Linked DNA regions of Mus musculus: region 1 is linked to region 2. The links are chromatin contacts, called in public capture Hi-C maps. All regions are on one chromosome and are shown on one strand. Each heading gives the region's core, a stretch centred on a gene start, on an enhancer-like site or on the middle of the called end of the contact. The rest is flanking DNA. Distances are from core to core; before and after follow the strand shown.

Region 1 (2,931 bases), core at 362-2,861, 970 kb before region 2:
CAACCTTCCACAGCTGGAAAGTGTGTTTATTCTGTGTCACTCCTCGGCAGCACAAATGTTTCCCAGACTCTCATCTTAACTCCCTATCCATCAGGAACAGGGAAGAAGCTGTGGTTCTAAAATCACGTATTTATTGCTAACCATATTGTTGCGGCAGCACAGATTTGTAACTCAAGCTCTATCAAGTTCATCTGTGTAAGTTTTGGGAGGAACTTCCCCCTCAGTCACACTGCCAGAGAGCGTCAGAACAGCAAAAGGCAAAAGACAGAAAACAGAGAAGTTAGTTCCACTACCAAAAGGCAGAGAACTTGACCTTGGGCAACGCAAGTCCATTTGGGTTGTCTGTCTTTTGTGTCTGTTTGAGCCCCGGGCCAACCTTGAGCTGACTACAAAGCTGAGAATGATCTTGGCAGTCCTTGCCTCCACACCTACCCCCAAGTGCTGGGATGACGGCAGATACCACCACACTACATTCCACAAAACAGAAATCCAAGAATGATTCAAAAGTTTTGAGTCTCTCAAGCGAAGAGGAATTCTGTAAGCAAACTCGTATAGCAAATCTATTCTCTGGCCCAATTTCATAATCTACCAAGCTCATGCAGCCATAAAACTTTTATTATTTTTCCTCCTAAGTTCTTACTGGCACTGGTTTATCAGAAAACACACCTAAACGTTTGACTCTTCCTAGCTTCAATTATAATAGTGACCGTACATATCCGCATATTTTAAAATATGAAGCAAAGTTCATCTATTTTAAAGCGGGGGAGGAGTGGCGTGCTAAAAGTCTGGAATTAGCCTGTTCGGTTAAATGAAATCCACCGATGGGACAACTGCCTGGTTTGAGGCGCACTTACATGTTCCCCATATATGACAGCCTCAACCCTCCGAAATCTATCAGCCAGAAAAAAAGAACAGAGAAACGAAAGCGCAGCTTGGAGGAGCTCCAGAAGCCGGTCTGCGCCAGGCTCCAATGACAGGCTAGGACCCAAGGTGCCCGTCTTAAGTTTACTCCCAACTTTGTCGCCCTACCAAGGAAAGGCGAGAGAGGTGACAGCCACTAGACAGCCAGAGCGCCTGCGGGGACGGGTTCCATCCTGACCCCAGAACCAGGAGATCCGGGAAAGAAGCTAGAGTGCAGTCCGGTTCCGGAACGGCGGCCCGGCCGCGCACGCCCCGGGACAGAGGACGAGCAGGACCCCCCACGACACGCCCGCTCCAGGGGCGCGGCCCGGCCCCGCCGCACTCACTCACTTTGTCGCTGGTGCTCTCGGTTTCGTGGTCACCGCCGGCCGCCTCTCCCTCGCGGGGTGGCGGCGCCCCCGCTCCCCCAGGGCCGGGGCAGCCCCCGCGGTGCCGCAGCTCCAGCATGTCCCGCTCCCGCGTCGCTGGGCTGGCGTCGTCTAGCGCCCCGCCACCGCGGAGCCGCGCCGGGTCACCCCCAGAACGGCATCAACGAGCGAGCGCTCGAGGCCGCCGGCAGGGTGTGCGGACCGGCGCGGGCGGGGACGCGGCGCCGTTGCCAGGTGCGCCGTTCCACGCACTGGCCCCAGGGGGCGGAGGAGCAGCACGGCCCTCCCTCGCGCCTCGCGACCGCGCCACCCGGCCCGCCCCACCTTCCCGCCGCCGAGCTCCCGCAGCGCGGTCACGCGCCGCAGGCCCCGCCCCGCTCGCCCCTCCGCGCTGCACTGCGGTGCCCGAGGCCCCGCCCCGGGCGATGACGTCAATGCTCGGGCCCTGCCCCGGCTCCCTGGGCAGGTGGGGGCACGGAAAGGTACGCGAACGGCCGAGGACGAGGGACGAGCCAGGGACGGAGGAACGCGGGGGCGAGCCTGGGCGCCGCCGGGAAGTCCTCCTTGGCGCAGGGATGTCAGGCGGAGTTCAACTGACTCCTCCAAGGGACTCGGCCCTGCTTGACACGCCGCAGCGTGGCGGAGCGTCGCAGGCGTCCCCAAGCAGAAACTTGCTGGGCAGGACAGACCCGTTGGCTCTGCGTTCCAGCCAGTGCTTAACCTCCCTGGTGCCTGGGGATGAGTTGGCCAACAGTTTCAATATCGTACCCAGGTTCTGTACTGGGGAAACTCGGGGTTTTGAGTCTCTCAGAGAGTTTCTACCATAGGATCCACAGACAGCCTTTGATGCCCTAGGGCGCCGCTGCGGGGTACCTCTCTGAAAGACAAGGACCTTGGGACGCTAAAGGTGGAACAGGATGGACACATGATCTGGTTTAACTCTAGTCTAATCCTGTTAGCAGGTGCTTAGGGGGTTTTTTCACACATATTTGCGAGCTGGTCCTTAAAGGCCAAAGACACACATCCGTAATTCACACAAACCAGACAGAGGAGCACCTTTATTGTAATAAATCAACAATTTATCAGGTCATTACTAAAAATAAGTAATATGTTGTCCTTAAAGCCTCATAACTAACCAGCAAAACCAAACGTCAGAGGAGGATGCAATGAAAAACAGTAGACTCAGGTAGAGAGACACTTGCAGCCAAAACTGATAACCGGAATTCAATCCCCAACATGATGGACATAGAGAACTGCCTCCAGAAAGCTGTCCTCTGATCTCCACGCTGACACCCACACATATAAATAGATAAATATCATTTAAAACTAATGGAAGATATGAGATGGACGTGGTGTGGGTTTTCCATAAGGAACGGAAGACTGCTAGTAATTAGGTCAATTGATCTACATTGTTTTGGAGGGCCAGAGAAAAAGTACTTCTGGATACAAAGATAAAATGACCGTGGGGGTGGGGGGTGGGGGAGTAAGGGGTGGGGACCACAGAGGCTGGAATGGGTTGGCTCTGGCTGTTGATCCTACCCAGCAGAAAGGACCAGAGTTCCTTTCAACTTTCTTCCAGGAAGTTGAGGAGCCAGTGTTCTAACCCCCGTGGTGCCAATTATCTCCATGGCCTCTAGTAAGC
Region 2 (2,987 bases), core at 149-2,648:
TAATATCTATGAAGAAGAATACATTACAGACTGAATCTAGGAATTCTCTACAAAACACAAGTGACTATAGTCAATAAAAGATAACCATTATTTTGTCCTATAATTGAATTCCAAATATTAAAAATTAGGCTGAATTTGGAAATGAATTAGTAATATGGGGGGAGGGGGACCTGGGGCTGGATAGGTGTCAGTGGTTAAAAGTACTCCCTAATGTTACTAAGTACAGGGTTTGAATCCCAGCACCCACACCCAGTGGCTCACGACCACCTCGTTCCAGCTCCAGGAGAATCCAATGCCCTCTTCTGGCTTCCACAACTCCCCTCCCCCACATACATACAAATAATAAAATAATGTCTTCTTTAAAAAAAGAAAACGAAATCTTACCAGGTCCTCATTGCTGGTTACCTGTTCAAACTGTGAAAAACATCGTCTCCAAATCACAGAAACTAAAGAGAAAATGGCGACAACACAATTGTTTTCATTCGCTGCATATCTAACCAAGATTTACGTTTTTAAAGATGCTAGATAATCAAAGGGCACAATATCAAACATTCTTTTCAATGATTAGTTAGCAACCTGTTAGATTTGGGACATAATAGGACTCAAAATGAGCGGTTCCAAAGGCTTTGGATAAAGGACATATATACTTCCTCTCCTATAAATTCTTTCTCATTTCTACAGTTACGGATTGAAATTCAAATATGTACAGAAACAACAGAATGGTACTGTCATTCCAAAGGAGAAATAAAAAGATTCAAGACATTGACAAAGAAGCATAAAACAAACAAACAAAAAAAGAGTTGACTACACCTTGGAGACAGGAGCCTAGATAGCATAACTGTTTCCTGAGAGGCTTCGTCCAAGCAGCGGATGGAAACAGATGCAAGAGAACCACAGCCAACAAGTGTCCAGAAAGTCTTATTGAGGAGTCGGGGCGATAGGTTTTTGTAAAGTGAATAAGTAACGGGGTAAAGTGGTTGACTACACCTCAAAGTCCTCTTCAGCTCTAGGAAACTAGTCTACGATGACTCGAGCCTCCCACTTATCTCAAACCTAGTTCTATTGAAATAGTCATTTTGCTAACGGCGAGGACCCCACCGACAATCAGCGGCTATAATGCTATGCCGGACGTTTTACCTGCTTGAGTTCCGCGATCCGTGAAGCAGCCAGCCGCGGTTGTCAAATTCTTCCTCCCTATACCACTGCACAGAGCAACCAGAGCGGCCATGGTTCTCCGCCCTTCCTCTTCCTTTCTATTTCCCTAAGCGCCCCGACAGGTCCTTTCTGGTGCTCTTCCCCTGTCTGCCCGGGATTCGACGCAAAGGTTCCGGCGCGAACGCGGCCCGGGTTTCAATGCACTGCACCTTTATCTTCCCGCGCTTCCCGGGCCGGAAGTCACGTGACCCGGGGCTGCGCTGCTGAGGGATGGAAAGCTGATGCTGGGTCACCTGCTGTCTCCAGAACGGCGCCACCGGCTCCGGGCTGCACCCAGGGCGGCTGTCGCAGGGACTCTGGGCCGTTGTCATGGAGGACGGCTGTCCCCGCATCCGCCGGCGGGTGTCTGTCCGCAAAAGGAACCGCGGCAACCTGGAGAACCTCCGTGCCTCCCCGACCCCGGCCGAGCTCCAGCCTGCCGAGGACACGGAGGACGAAGCTGCAGCCGGGAGCCGCCGCCGGAAAACCGGGAGCCCGGAGCACGCCCAGGTACAGCCCTGCTGAGTCCCCGCATCCCCGTTGACTCGCCCGGTCCTGTCATCCCAGGGGCTGCGGTGGCAACCGCGTGTCCCGCCCCGGGCACGGCTGCGCGGGAGGTGAAACCGCCTTCTTCCCAGGTGCACATCATGAGTAGCCTTAGCTCGCTCTCTCACCTTTGTTATCCTTTTATCTCCATCACTTGGGAGACACTGCTTAAACCCCCGACTTCTAGGTAGATGTCAAACCTACATGCTCCTTCCATCCCCTGTCATAAAAAGTATTCACGGGGCAATTAACTGGCTTGACAGAGAGAAAGCTAGCCTTCCAAATGGCTCGGCTCTACTTTACTGATAAAACATTTTTATTGATGACCCATTAATTGCTAGTTACGTTATTAAACTAGCCATATTATGTAGACTTTTACAACGGTAAGTGAGTCCAGGGAAGTTGAGAGACTAAAGTTGTGACTCAATAAATAATTATCACCTCCCAGTTTACATCTCTGTTCTGTAAGCCACCATACATGAGTGTGCACATGACTGTCTCAATTCCAAGTTCAGAACAGAATTTCATTGTAGTGTCTAGTGGAACATTGTAGTGTCTAATGGCACAATCATGATTTTGTAGCAGACCAGCTTCTACGTTAGTGCCTGGGCCGGAATTACCACAGTTATCAGAAGCATCTATTGAATCTTGGAGAGAGTTACTGTTCTTTCATTCTTAAGTGCTTTAGCATAGGTTTAAGAATTAAAATGCCAAAGACTGGGCGGTTAGGTTCAGCAGCGGAGCCTGGGGCAGGCCCTGGGCTCACATGGCAGCACCAGAATAAATAATTTAGAATTCCAGTATCACCCCTTGGGGGATGTATCTGAGTTGACAGAATGTTTGCTTAGAATGCCCAACACCCTGGGTTTGATCCCAACACCTCCTAAAACCAGGCATGGTGAGGCATTCAGGAAACAGGCAGGAGGATCAGGAGTGTGTAGCCTCAGTAAGGTGAGATCCTGTTCTGACTTTTAAAAAAATGTTTCTTAGCATCCTGATATCCCATAATAAGCCAGCAGTACTGTTTAGGCAAGTCAGAGCAACTCTCTGGACTTGTTTCTTTTGTTTGGTGATGATAATATGTATTCAGAGGATAATTTGCATATAGTGATATCATTGGGATAGTCCTTTGCTGGGACATTTGTTTTTTTAAAATGAGGATGGAATTCATGTATGTATCTTTGTTTCCTTACAGGAAAATGACAGCGAAGAGGACATGTTTGGTGACTATGACAGCTTTACAGAAA

What was found. Capture Hi-C pulls out chosen DNA fragments and counts their contacts.
Region 1: a contact with region 2 is called in a capture Hi-C map of embryonic stem cells, with 2.7 times the contacts expected there. The contact joins the promoter of Cds1 here to the promoter of Helq in region 2. A contact is called at or near these places in 5 of 39 promoter capture datasets (cranial neural crest, embryonic stem cells, hippocampal neurons and 2 more), 1 of 115 datasets of contacts at active chromatin or transcription factors (astrocytes) and 2 of 9 other capture datasets (adipose tissue and embryonic stem cells).

The regions. Positions count from the first base shown.
Region 1 is chr5:101,763,810-101,766,740 of GRCm38.p6, reverse strand. Cds1 (CDP-diacylglycerol synthase 1) reads right to left here and starts at 1,611. Exons shown (of 13, transcript NM_173370.3): 1 at 1,252-1,611. The coding sequence starts at 1,368. It overlaps Gm42134, which reads left to right and starts at 1,478. Exons shown (of 6, transcript XR_880489.2): 1 at 1,478-1,771; 2 at 2,869-2,931.
Region 2 is chr5:100,797,011-100,799,997 of GRCm38.p6, reverse strand. Helq (helicase, POLQ-like) reads left to right here and starts at 1,398. Exons shown (of 18, transcript NM_001081107.1): 1 at 1,398-1,704; 2 at 2,936-2,987. The coding sequence starts at 1,525. It overlaps Mrps18c (mitochondrial ribosomal protein S18C), which reads right to left and starts at 1,239. Exons shown (of 6, transcript NM_026826.1): 1 at 1,138-1,239; 2 at 385-446. The coding sequence starts at 1,228.